Regions from separate parts of the Macaca mulatta genome. Here region 2 is linked to region 1. The links are chromatin contacts, called in public Hi-C maps. All regions are on one chromosome and are shown on one strand. Each heading gives the region's core, a stretch centred on a gene start, on an enhancer-like site or on the middle of the called end of the contact. The rest is flanking DNA. Distances are from core to core; before and after follow the strand shown.

Region 1 (6,004 bases), core at 2,436-4,935:
AATAGAAATCAATAAGCTAGAAATGGAAGAAAACATCTGAGTTTCTGACTTAAACAACTGACCCAGGGATCAAAACATGCCTTTTGTGCTCAGAATTCAGAACTTGTTGAGAGGATTACCTGTGGAGGTTGCACGCAGAAGAACCATTGGAGGAATGAATGGCCCATAGTTGTGTAGAAACTGAAAAAGAACTATCTGAAATCTGTCCAGTGATGCCTCACAGAGAGACATTAGCACCCAACAATTCCTAGTTTTCCTCTTCTAAACTCCATGCACCAATAGACATCGTTTGTTTTACCTGCTCAGGGTCTCTACCTCTGGAGTCAAAACCGATTTGTCATGTGCTTTAAATGAAGCTGACCCCAGCTCCTCCACCTTCCCCTAGTCTAGCAGGTGACTCAGAGATGGCTGGTTGGGAACTCCCGCCCCTTGGTTCAATGATGGGCGAGTGACCCAACCTGGGTCAATCGGAGTCCTCCTTAATCTGCAGGATTTTCAGGAAAGGTGGTATCTGTTTAATAGAGTTGGTAAGCTAGTGAGCAGGCATCCACTTCTCCTTAAACCTGGGCTTGCCACTGGGGCAACTCAGCTATGTTTTGCCTCTGCTTCTATTCCTCCTGTATTCCTGACCATCCTTCTCCCTCTTCTCTGTACCTCCCTCATAGCTGTTGCTTTCTCATGATCTCCAATGGCCTACCTAGTTCATGGCCTTCCCAGTTCTTGCCTATCGCTTTTGCACTTTGCATCTTTACACCTCTGCCTATTTGCCCTGTGAAGACAGGGATCATGCCTGTTTTGTGCACTATTTTATATGCAGTGCCTGGAATTCTTTTGAATAAGTGAATAATCTTTGTCTTTCCCTGAGTTTTCCGTTCAAACTTGCCAAGAAATTGGGTTCTGATGGAGTTGAGCCCCTCACCCCACTTGAGCTGCCTTTGGTCAGGTATTCTAGTCTTGTCCAATCCATTATGGCGAGTGTCATTATGGCCACCTTGTATAAGGAACTCTCTGCGGGTAATGGAAGGTTTCCAGAAAGACGAATGTATAGCTAGCAGAAAAAGCCTGTTTAGCCCAAAAAGTTATGGGAGGCAGATTCTGACCTGACCCCACTGATCTCTGCTTCCTGATATTCCTACCCTTTTGTAATCCCCTTCCCTGAGCATGGGCTGGACCTACTGACTCGCTTCTAACCAATAGAATAAGGCAAAAGTGATGAGATGTCACTTCCATGATTAGGTTAGAAAACACTGACTTATCTTTTTCTTCTTATATGTTTGTCCTGATGGACAGGCCAATCTGTCACAGAACTATGGGTGACTTCCAACCAACAGCTGGAAACTGAATCCTACTAATGTGTGCTTGGAAGTGTACCCTTCCCAGCAAAGCCTTCAGATGAGACCACAGCCCCAGTCAACACATTGATTTTAGTCTTGTGAGAAACCTTAAGGCAGAGTACCCAGCTAAACTGTGCCTGGGTTTTTGATTTACATTAACTGAGAGAAAATAAATGCTGTTTTAAGTCACTAAGTTTGGGGATAATTTGTTATGCAGTAGTAGATAACTATATACAAGCCAAATGATATCTCATCCCACTATCATGCCTACCATTATTTCTTAAAGTACTATTCCCATTTAAATTCAGGGCAATCATCCTGGGCTGGGCATTTGGAGTGACAGAGTCAACTCTTTCTTAGAACTCTGTTGTATTTCAAGGACCAGAGGCAGGGAGATGCCTAAATAAACATTCACAGAAGACATCCACAACTCGGGCCTGTAACTAAGGAGGAGACTACAACTCACCAAATCTCTGACTTCTAGTGCCCTGTAGTGCCCGTGCTGGGAGCTGAGGCTTTGTCGCCTGGGGAGTGGGTAACCAACCCTCCGAAAAGTGGCCTGAGGCCAAGAGACACCAGTAACAGCAAGAAGATGACTTGCATTGGGGCTGAATTCTTCTCTTTCATTTCTGGAGAATGGTTTATATTTTGGCCTAGGATGGCCACTGGGTTCCCACATTCTACTCTGAGCCTCTGAAACAAACCTGAGCTGTCTAGGCTAGAAGCCCTTGGCTGCCCTCCCTGATATCTCTCTGTTGCATTCCAGGCTCCTAATGTTGCTAAAGTGCCCTCTGTCCAGAGAGCCCAGGATTCATGACTCCAGAGCCTCTCAGCCAGAGCCAAGACACAGGACTGCCCAGCAGGAGATGTGGCAAAGGCAAAGCCTCTTCCCATTCTTCCCCAGACTAGCTGCCTCCTTGGGTTAAACACCCAGCTGAGGCCTAAACCAGAAGAAAAACAAAGCATCCCTATTGAAAGAGTACCTCCATCATTTCCATCCAATAGATGAGGTGGCTTCTCAGAGAGTAGCTGGGAAACCAAAGACAAAAGAGACAAAGAGCCTGATGTCCTCATCTTCCCGCAGGCTGCTGGGTGGGTGGGTCACAGGGTGGGTTGGGAGCTGCCTCTGCGTCTTCATTGCAGCCCCAGCCTCGGGAAAGGCATAGAAGATCCCTCCTCCAGGGCCCTTTTAGTCTGAGGCCCTTCCCCTCTCTTTACTGCTGTGTTGCAGGCCAACAAGTTTACCTGGGTGAGCAGAGCCATGTGCCCTGGTGGGTCTGCAGAATCTGCCATCATATCACCCTTGTGTGATATAGGAGTCCCAGGGTGGGTTTCTGGCCATCTCAGAAGGCCAACTTTGTAGCAAAGCAGTCCTGAATGACTTCAAATAAATGCTCTGGGGGCAACTTTGTGCAGTGAGAACAGAGACACAAGAGTCAGACAAGGCCAGGACTAAATATATCCCAAGCCACCTGCAGTGTGCCCTTGGGTAAATTACTCACACCCTGGCCCCCTCAAGCCTCAGTTTCCCCATCTGTAAATGTGCGATAATTTATTCACCCTGCACCAGTGCCCTACCTTGTAGAATTAAACAGGGTTGGGACTAGGATGAGGTGAGTGAGACACTTGTCTTAGGCATAAAATTTAAGGGGATGCCAGAAAGCTCAGTAGCCAACATAAATAATATTTTAATGCAATATTTTTAAAAATCAAAATTAATGCAAAAAAATCCATGATCAACAAAATGTCACAATTCTAAACAAAGAGGATCTATTCAATAAGTGACTGTGAACATTACGCTCAATAAACTTTGTGAGATGCTTTCCAGAAGGCTGCAAGTATGGATTGTAGCTGCATGAAGAGCCCCATCAGGCCTGCTCAGGCCCAAGTTCAAGTGCACCGTGCTGGCTTGCACTGTGTAGTGCAGTGGTTGGTCGTATAGGCTTGGGGGTCCAGTAGACCCAGGCCTGAAAACTGACTTCACTACTTATCATTTTTGTGACCTTGGATGCTTTATTTTGTCACTCTAAGCCTCAGTTTCCTTATGTGTAAATTAGGGATAATAATAACACTGTCTCCACCAAAAGGTTGTTGTAATGCAGGATGCCTGACCCATAGCAAGGGCTTCGTCATAGTGGTTGTCATTTTGGTATCATTTAACACACATCAGAATCAACATGAAAAATTCCCTTGGTTGGGCAGAGGATAAAACAGGCTGGCATTTTGTGGCTGTCTGCTCGCTGCCTTTGTGAGTCTTCCCGATAAGCTGCATCTGCCTGGCTTTCTTGTTAATCAAATACACAGCTGGCTTGGGAGCTGCTTGCCTGGAGCTGCCTTTGCTACTGTGTCTGCTGCCATCTGGGTATCAGAGGGATCACAGAGAAGAGGCTGGGTGTCAAGGCAGGAACAGCTGGGGCAGAGGGCGGAGAGAGTCCCGGGCTGCGATCTGTTTGCTGCACGCTTGTTTGAGATGCATGGTGCTTGGCAAGGAACAAAATACCATCCCTGGGGTTCAGCCAGCCACTCTCTGCCTTCCTCCTTGGCACACAGAGAGCATGGGGCTCTGGTCTGGTTTTGACCAGTGATCTGCTCTGATAGCTGACTTGTCCAGTTTGAGGAGAGCTAGGGGTGCAAGTGACCCCGACAGGACAAAAGAGGACGCTTTCCAATTTATTTTGGGCAGGCTTTTTCCTTCTGATGCTTCTGTCATCAGATGCAAGAAGAAAGGTTTTGAATCAGAGTTATGTGTAGGTGACAGTATGAATTTGTTCACTTAGTAAGCCACAGACCTGTGCTAGGTACGAGAAGAATTAACTGATGGGGTGGAGAAGTAGCACAATAGCAGAGCACAGGGTTCGTAAACTTTAACGTGTATCAGAATCTTCGCGAGGGCTCATTAAAAACCAGAGTTCTGATTCGGTAGGTCTGGGGAGGGACCCAAGAATTCACATTTCTAACAAGCTCCCAGGTGCTGCTGCTGCTGCTGCTGCTGCTGGTGGTGGTCTGAGTACGACTGACATTAGATGTGTGCTGTGTAGTTAGACTGCCTGGGTTTGAGTTGAGACCAACTCAGGTACTTACTGGCTGTGGGGGGCCTTTGGCAGCTTAATCTCTCTGTGAATCGGTTTCCTTATCTGTAAAATAAGGATGAAAATAACAGCATCTAGTTCACGGGCTTCATGAGTTATGCATACAAAGCACCCAAAGCAGTGCCTGGAATATGGTAAGCACTCAGTATGCATGAGCTATTATAATCTATAATATGTAAACATTTTACAATGAATTATGACGTGTGCTTTTATAAATAAACAGGGAAAGGATTCATACATATACAAAATATTTGCATACAATTTCAAGGGGCTCATAGGCCCCCAGGAATTTCATCCTTCTTGATGCCCCTGGTTTTGTAGATTATAAGAGGTATTATTTTCGAGACTCCTCTCTGTTGTATGAAGTGTGGCAGGTAATTGATAGTCTAAATTATTTCACTTAGTTCGCACTCTAACTTTGTAAGACAGTCATTGTCATTCCTGTTTCACAGGCAGAACAACCAAGGCTTAGAGAACTTGCCAAGTGAGGGCTAGAGTCAGAATTTGCACCCAAATCTGTAAAGCTCTATGTCACATGGCCAATAGTCACTTCCTTAGAATGACTGCATCACCAGTTTATCCAGAAGAGCACATTTAGCAGTGACCAAGTGATCAGCCCTATAGGGGAGAAATTGAAGGTTGTTCTTGACCTCAAAGAGCTTCTGTCTAATTGAGAAATCAAGGTAAACAGAAATCTGCAACATAGCGTATGATTGCCCGCAAATAATAGGTGTGGCAGAGCATTGATGTGATTCACCGGATATGCATTTGCTTTTCACATTTTCCAGCTTCCCTTGCAGTTGTATTAGCTCAAGTGACTGGGCTTTGGCCAGTGAATATTGGGCATGATATAAGTTACTTTCCGTCTTGGCCCCTTATAAACATGTCGAATGGTCTCTGCTTTCTTTCCCTTGCCTTGTTGCAGTGATTTAGGGAGCCATGTGTTCCAGATGGCACAGTTCAAGATGGAGGAGAATTGCCCACCTGGTGTCAGACTGAAACAGGAAGGAGAAAGGAACCTCTATGTGTTAAACCACTGAGATTTCTGGTCACTGCAGCATAGTCTAAGTCTCCTGAGTAGTCAGATGGGATAGCCATAGTTGCATACCGAGGATTTCTAAGAAGATTAGGAGTCCAGAAATATTCAGGTCTCGAATTGGCTACAGGCCCCATTCTAGACAAAGTGAGTCAAAATCTTTAAGAAGGGTCACAGTACTCTTTATTTAAGGTGATACTGAGGAAAGGCTGGTACTGTGGTCTGCTGCGTCTCCTGGAGAATCTCTCATGCGAGAGCCACCATCACATGAGCATCTAGAGAGTCCCACCTCTGGGGTGGGACTCCTTGGGCTAGAAGCCTGCCACCACCTCCTTCTAGCTTTATGCTGGATGATTTAAGGATCTACTTCGTAAAGTTGTTGTGATGACTAAATGAGAGTTGATGTATTCGTTATCTATTGCAGCATAACAAATTACCCCAACACGTGGTACTGTCGACAAAAAGAGTCAAACACTGTAAAATATTTGAAGAAGTTTATTCTGAGACAAATATGACTGACCATGGCCCAAGACACAGCCCTCAGG
Region 2 (6,004 bases), core at 1,255-3,754, 310 kb before region 1:
AGCTGGGACTACAGGCGCGCACCACCACGCCCGGCTAATTTTTTGTATTTTTAGTAGAGACAGGGTTTCACCGTGTTAGCCAGGATGGTCTCGATCTCCTGACCTCGTGATCCGCCCGCCTCGGCCTCCCAAAGTGCTGGGATTACAGGTGTGAGCCACCGTGCCCGACCGGAAACTGAATGTTTTGTGCTTGGAATTCTAAAGAACTGGGAAAAAGGAGAGTAATAAAGTATAAAGAATGGTTTCATCTCCTGCCCAGCTTATATGGTGAGGAGGAGGTTGGCAGTGATTTAGTATAATTACAAAAACAACAGTTGGGCCGGGCACGGTGGCTTACACCTGCAATCCCAGCACTTTGGGAGGCTTAGGCGGGCAGATCACGAGGTCAGGAGATGGAGACCAGCCTGGCCAACATGGTGAAACCCCCGTTTCTATGAAAAATACACAAATTAGCTGGGCACAGCAGCAGGCACTTGTAGTCCCAGCTACTCGGGAGGCTGAGGCAGAAGAATCCCTTGAACTCGGGAGGCAGAGGTTGCAGTGAGCCGAAATGTGCCACTGCACTCCAGCCTGGGAAACAGAGTGAGACTCTGTCTCATAAATAAATAAATAAATAAAAACAACAGTTGACCTTAAATAAGGTTTTACATTAGTCCAAATGATTTCAAAAACATTAATATATTTAAAAGTGTGTGTGCCTGTGTGCATGTGAGAGAGAGAGAAAGAGAGAGAGAGAGAGAGTCAGAGTGAAACTTGCAAAGGAAGGAAGTCGAAGTGCCCAAAGAAACCTAAGGAAACAAGAACTATAGCACTGGATCAGTCGCATTATCTTTCCATATCCCTAATGTTTAGAGGCAAAAGAGCAGCTGTAGGAGAAATTATTTGCTTATTCACCCCCTCAGATATTGTTATCAAAGGCAGGGGGCCTCTTCCCAACAAGCTTCCTGGAACAATGCACATACTCACATGCACAGGAAATTTTGCATAAAATTTTAAGGGCTTTAAAATTCCTTAAAGCCCATGGGACAATGTCCTTAATATTCATCAATCCCAAGATAAAAGCCCTGAATGCCAAATCATTTAGATAATTGATTTATATTTCCATATGTACTACGAACTACGGAACTTGTTAAACTTTCTTCCCTTATATCACATTTTCTCATTACCTCGAACTATCGTTGGTATTTTAAAATTGTGACTTGATCCATTTGAGCCTTTATGTTTCCAGACTACGGCAGGCAATTAAAAAGTAAAGTAATTGAATCTTAACACCCTTCAGAGTGTCTCCAGGGCATCCCAAAATCTGATGCAGGCATCCCTTTTATAACTGCCCCTGTACCCATACCTTCCCCTTTCCTTCAGCCAGGTGCAGTTTGTGTAAAGTAAACTTAGCCCTTTCGAGGGGTGGATTTTAGGGATGCAGTTCTATTGTTTTGACAAATGTATACAGTTGTGTAACTACCACTATAATCAAGATTAGAACAGTGGCACTGCCCCCAAAAGCTTTAATTTGTTGATCCATTTTATCAGTTGATGGACACTTGAGTTGTTTCCAGTTTTTGTCAATTATTTGCATTAGTCTTTTGCTTTTTTTGGGTGGGGGGGTCGGACAGAGTGGAGCACAAAAGTGTCATCCCCTTCTTCCACTATCTAAGTCTTTTGGGACTTTTCACCAGTGCCCTCTAGAAGCAACTGCATTGGTGCAGCTATATGTTTTGCATTGAGCCTTTCATGACCTTTTTTTTTTTTTTTAATTTTACTTTTTCCAAATTGGGTCCCAAACGTTCAACAGGTCAAGGTGGACACTATGCAGACAAAATAACTCGTGTGGTCCACCCTGTGTGCATGGAAGGTGTCAGCTGCTCTTACCTGTGGCTCCAGGATCATCAGCCTTGGAATCAGCCACGATGGTAAAAATGCAGAAACTCAGGCTCCACGCCAGATCTACTGAATCAAAGAGTCAGTATTTTCACAAGATCGTCAAGTGTGCCGGATGCATATTAAAGTTTGAGAAGCACTGGTATTCCACACTCGCTACTAAAAATATACTACAATTTTCTCATAAGATTTGGCCCTTTAAGTTTTTCTCTCTCGGTAGTAAACTCACTTTGTAGTTTGAGTAAAGAACTCAAGTTTTGGACTGGGCGCTGCATCTCGCTGGGTGTGGAAGCAAAGGCAGAAATGAGAGGGACAAAAGGAGGCAGAGAACAGAGTCCAGGCTGTTAGAAGACCCCCGCGGCCAGACCCGGGAGGCGACGAGAGACCGAAAGGGTGAACCCTCCGCCCCTCTCGGCGGCTCCTCGGAGTCAGGACACCCAGGGTAGGATGCCGGCGGCCACGCGCAGCCCAGGCGCTTGCAAAACTTAGCGGAGCCGGGCCGGGGCCGGGGCCGGGGCCGGGCCCTGGGCGGGCTGGCGGGAGGAGAGACAGGCGGGAGGGCGGGGCCGGCGCGGCGAGGGGCGGGGTCAGCGCCGAGGCCGCGGGGGCAGCGACGGCGCCGGGCAGCGGGAGCGGCGGCCGCGCCATGTGGCTGCTGGGGCCGCTGTGCCTGCTGCTGAGCAGCGCCGCGGGTGAGTCGGGGGGCGGCCGGCGAACTTCCCGCGGGGCAAGGGGTGCGGGGCGCGGCGGCCGGGTGCCATTGCGTCCCCTCCCGGGCACGGGCCGCTCTCCGGGCGTGGGTGTGCGCGGAGGGCGGACCCCGGCGCCCGGCTGGCCGGGACCCTGCGGAGGGGCCGCCGCGGGGTGCGCGCCGTCCTATTGTGTGGGCGTGCGCGCCGGGTCGTGTTGTGCTGTGTGCGCGGGCGGGGCTCTGTGCGGTCCGGGTCTGGGGAGCCCGGCGGCTGCCCCGATTGGGCGTAGCTCGAGTGTGGCTGTGTGTGTGTTGTGTGTGTTGAGGAACGGAGGCGGGGAGAGGAGAGGAGAGAACTCTTCCCTGGTCTCGTCTTCCCAGACGCCCGGGCGCGCGCGGCTGCGTTAGCCTCCTCGGGCCCTCTTCCCGAGTCTCTGGCGTGCACTCCGTGCCTCAGTTTCCCCACTTGCACCGCGGAGGGAGTAGGAAAGCTGCTTCCTTTCATTCCTCTCTGGGACTGTTTGGTTTGGGTAAAGTGAGTTGAAGCAGGGCCGGATCTGGGAATTCTTCATTTTTCCCTCTGATCCTGGGAACCGAAGCTTTATTTAAGACGTCTGACCACCCTGCTTGCCCGGCGATAGGCGCCCTGACCGGCGAGGGGCCCTGGGAGAGGACACGGGGCTTCATCCGGCGGCCCTTTGAACTTGGCATCACTACCGCGTGTGCATCCCGGGGCCTGGACCGCAGCAAGCCTGCTTCCCTTCCAGACAGCGTGCTGTTCCCAGGAACTTTTCTGCTGATGTGGGCACGATCCGAATTCCAGCCTGGGAGCCCTTCCTCCTCTGCCCCTGCCCGCCGCCCACAGCTGTCAGCTGTCCCTCCTGGGCTGGACCCGCCCTTGGTCCTTTGACGTTTATTTCTGGGCATCTGATGCCCAGAATGTGGGTGACAGGGCCCAGTGAACTTTCTTCAGTAGAGTCTTGCCTGCCTGGCGTTTGTGCCATCCGCATATCTAATAGCTGCCCTGTTTTGCCAAGTGCTTCTAGCAGCTTGGCTGTCAAGGTGTCTTTGGTGGTGTGTGGGTTTGCTAAGTTGAGGCTCACTTCATTCTGAGCTGTCCCTTGGAGATATGAATGCGTTAAAGGGAACTATCCCCTCTTCCTTGATGTCCCTGGTCCTGGGCATCCTCACAGCCCACTAGGCAGCCTTTCCTGCTCTCAGACCCATGACATCATCTCCTCTCCTCTGATACCCCATTTAGATGCTTGTGGGTTTGCTGGGCTTCCAGGGAGGGGCTAGACCTCCTGGTGACTGCTGTGGATTTTTAACCAGGTCTGGGTGAGAGTGCCCTTAAATTAGTACACCTGGGGAGACAGTTCTCACAGGACATTGGGCAGCCAGGAGCAGGTGTGAATTGTTTGGAGGCTGTTAGAGCAGGTCGATTTCCAGGGCGTCTACAGACATGAAGACCTGTTTGGATTCACAAAATCAATTTGTGTAGCTGTGGTGTGTCCCCTCATAGCATCTGAGAAGGACAGCTGGCTCTTGTGTGTGCCCTGGGAGAGTCACTGTGGCCAAATAGAAACTGTTATTTATTGCATCTCCCAGTTGGTACTGGGTTGCTTTAGTTGAGTCTCCATCTCTGTAAAAATAGTTGTAAAGTTAATTTTGTCCCTCTCTGGTCAGCAGTGGCTATTTAATGTGTGTGTGTACATCTAAAATAGGGCTAAAATAAATAAAATGGTCATAGAGGGGAGTGGAGGGGTAGGGGGAGGAATAGCGTAACTGTCCCCAGTGCGTTTTCCATTATCTGAGGGCTTTGAATTACCTTTACAGTTGCTTCCTTAGAAACATCTAGGCAGGTTGGAGTGTGTGCATCTTTCACGTTACATTAAGCATCATCTTTTTAGCATGGACTTCACTTTGACCCAAGTGTTGCCAGAAACAGGGCTGGTCATTTTTCCTAATGTCAACCAGATGCTCCTGGGTGCCCAGCCCATAAGAAAAGCCTGTTTGGTTCAGTTTGGGTTTCATAGCCAGACCAGAGACCCTACCCCTCCATCCCATAGCCTGTGCTTCGATCCTCTTCTGGGAAGTTGATAAAACAAGAGAGATTGTAAAAGCCAAGACTTTGGATTTCTGTCTCCATCTGTTAGTCTGTGACAAAGAATCCCGGGGTCAAGGTTGAACCCTAGTTAGAGCCTGGGTCTTTGTGGGGCTGGAAAGCCACTAACATTCCAAGAGCAGTTTGGAGGCCTTTTTTATTCAGGAACCTTCTTAGAAACCTTCTTGTGTATTTTTTTCTTCCTTTGTTTTTATTTGTGTTAGGGAAGTGAAGCATTGATTTTCACCGTGACTATTTTTTAATGTATCCTGCGAGAGAGACTCAGCCCGGGTCACGTCATCTGATGTCCAGTTTTCCTGCATGTGGGTGCAGTCAGTGGGTGTAAGTGTGTAGGGCTTGAGATATTTCCAAAGGCGGCCATGCTGGGTGATGGTCCCATCTTCTCACCTCCTCCAGGACTGACCTTGGCCTAGACCTTCTGACATTGTTTATCAGTGAAAAGGCTTGATTTTCCCGTGTGTACTCCCAGCAGTGAGTATTGACCTTTTCTCCTGCAAAGATCTGCTTAGTGGTGCGAGGGATGGATTTTGTTGTTTTTAACTAGCTGAGTGGCTGTGCACAGCTCAGCACAGCTCAGCTCAGCTCGGGAAGATGAGGCCTAGAAGAGGCCTTGTACACCAGAGTACAAATAAACACACCTTGTTGCTTTTCATCTTCAAAGAGATGTGACTGAGGCTCCCTACTGGGGTGTGAGATGTTTTTTCCTGACAGCCAACTTAGGCCATTTACTCTGGGATAGGTGGGGGAGGGAGAGAGATTAGAGTAGGAGAGGGTGGGGTGGTAAATTCTGGGCCTTGAAGAGTGGTTTAGACACCTTTCAGCCAATCTGCAGGATAAATTGAAAGTGGACTTGTCACCTTTGTAAACCAGTTTAGAGAATTTGGAGTTTAGGAACACTTATAATCAAGTAATTTCATATTAAAGAATTGGCCTTAAGCCGGTGTGGTGGCTCACGCCTGTAATCCCAGCACTTTGGGAGGCCAAGGCGAGTGGATCACTTGAGGTCAGGAGTTTGAGAGCAGCCTGACCCACATGGTGAAACCCTCATCTCTACTAAAAATACAAAAATTAGCCAGGCGTGGTGACGTGTGCCTGTAATCCCAGCTACTCTGGAGGCCGAGGTGGGAGAATCACTTGAACTTGGGAAGTGGGGGTTGCAGTAAGGGAAGATCGCGCCACTGCACCCCAGAACAAGATTGCCTCAATTTTAAAAAAAAAAAAAAGAAAAAAGAATTGGCCTTTACAGCCTTGCCTGTTTGCGTGGGCAAGGGGAAGAGAGGGAACCCACTATTAGTGAAACATCTCCTGTG

The links. A called contact is a pair of places that touch in the nucleus more often than the background predicts.
Region 2: a Hi-C map of fetal cortex germinal zone shows a contact between it and region 1, with 2.7 times the contacts expected there. The contact joins the promoter of LDLRAD3 here to the enhancer-like site in region 1. A contact is called at or near these places in 2 of 14 Hi-C or Micro-C datasets (fetal cortex germinal zone and liver).

What each region holds. Positions count from the first base shown.
Region 1 is chr14:29,025,687-29,031,690 of T2T-MMU8v2.0, reverse strand. No RefSeq gene overlaps it. Among named protein-coding and RNA genes, the nearest start is that of COMMD9, 36 kb to the right of the region's middle. Within about 2 kb of position 3,685, at least 9 of the 40 cell types and tissues checked have an H3K27ac peak or open chromatin away from gene starts, as enhancers often do. A contact at or near this core is called in fetal cortex germinal zone, where this site is marked.
Region 2 is chr14:29,332,856-29,338,859 of T2T-MMU8v2.0, reverse strand. It overlaps LDLRAD3 (low density lipoprotein receptor class A domain containing 3), which reads left to right and starts at 2,504. Exons shown (of 6, transcript XM_015114486.3): 1 at 2,504-2,570. The coding sequence starts at 2,525.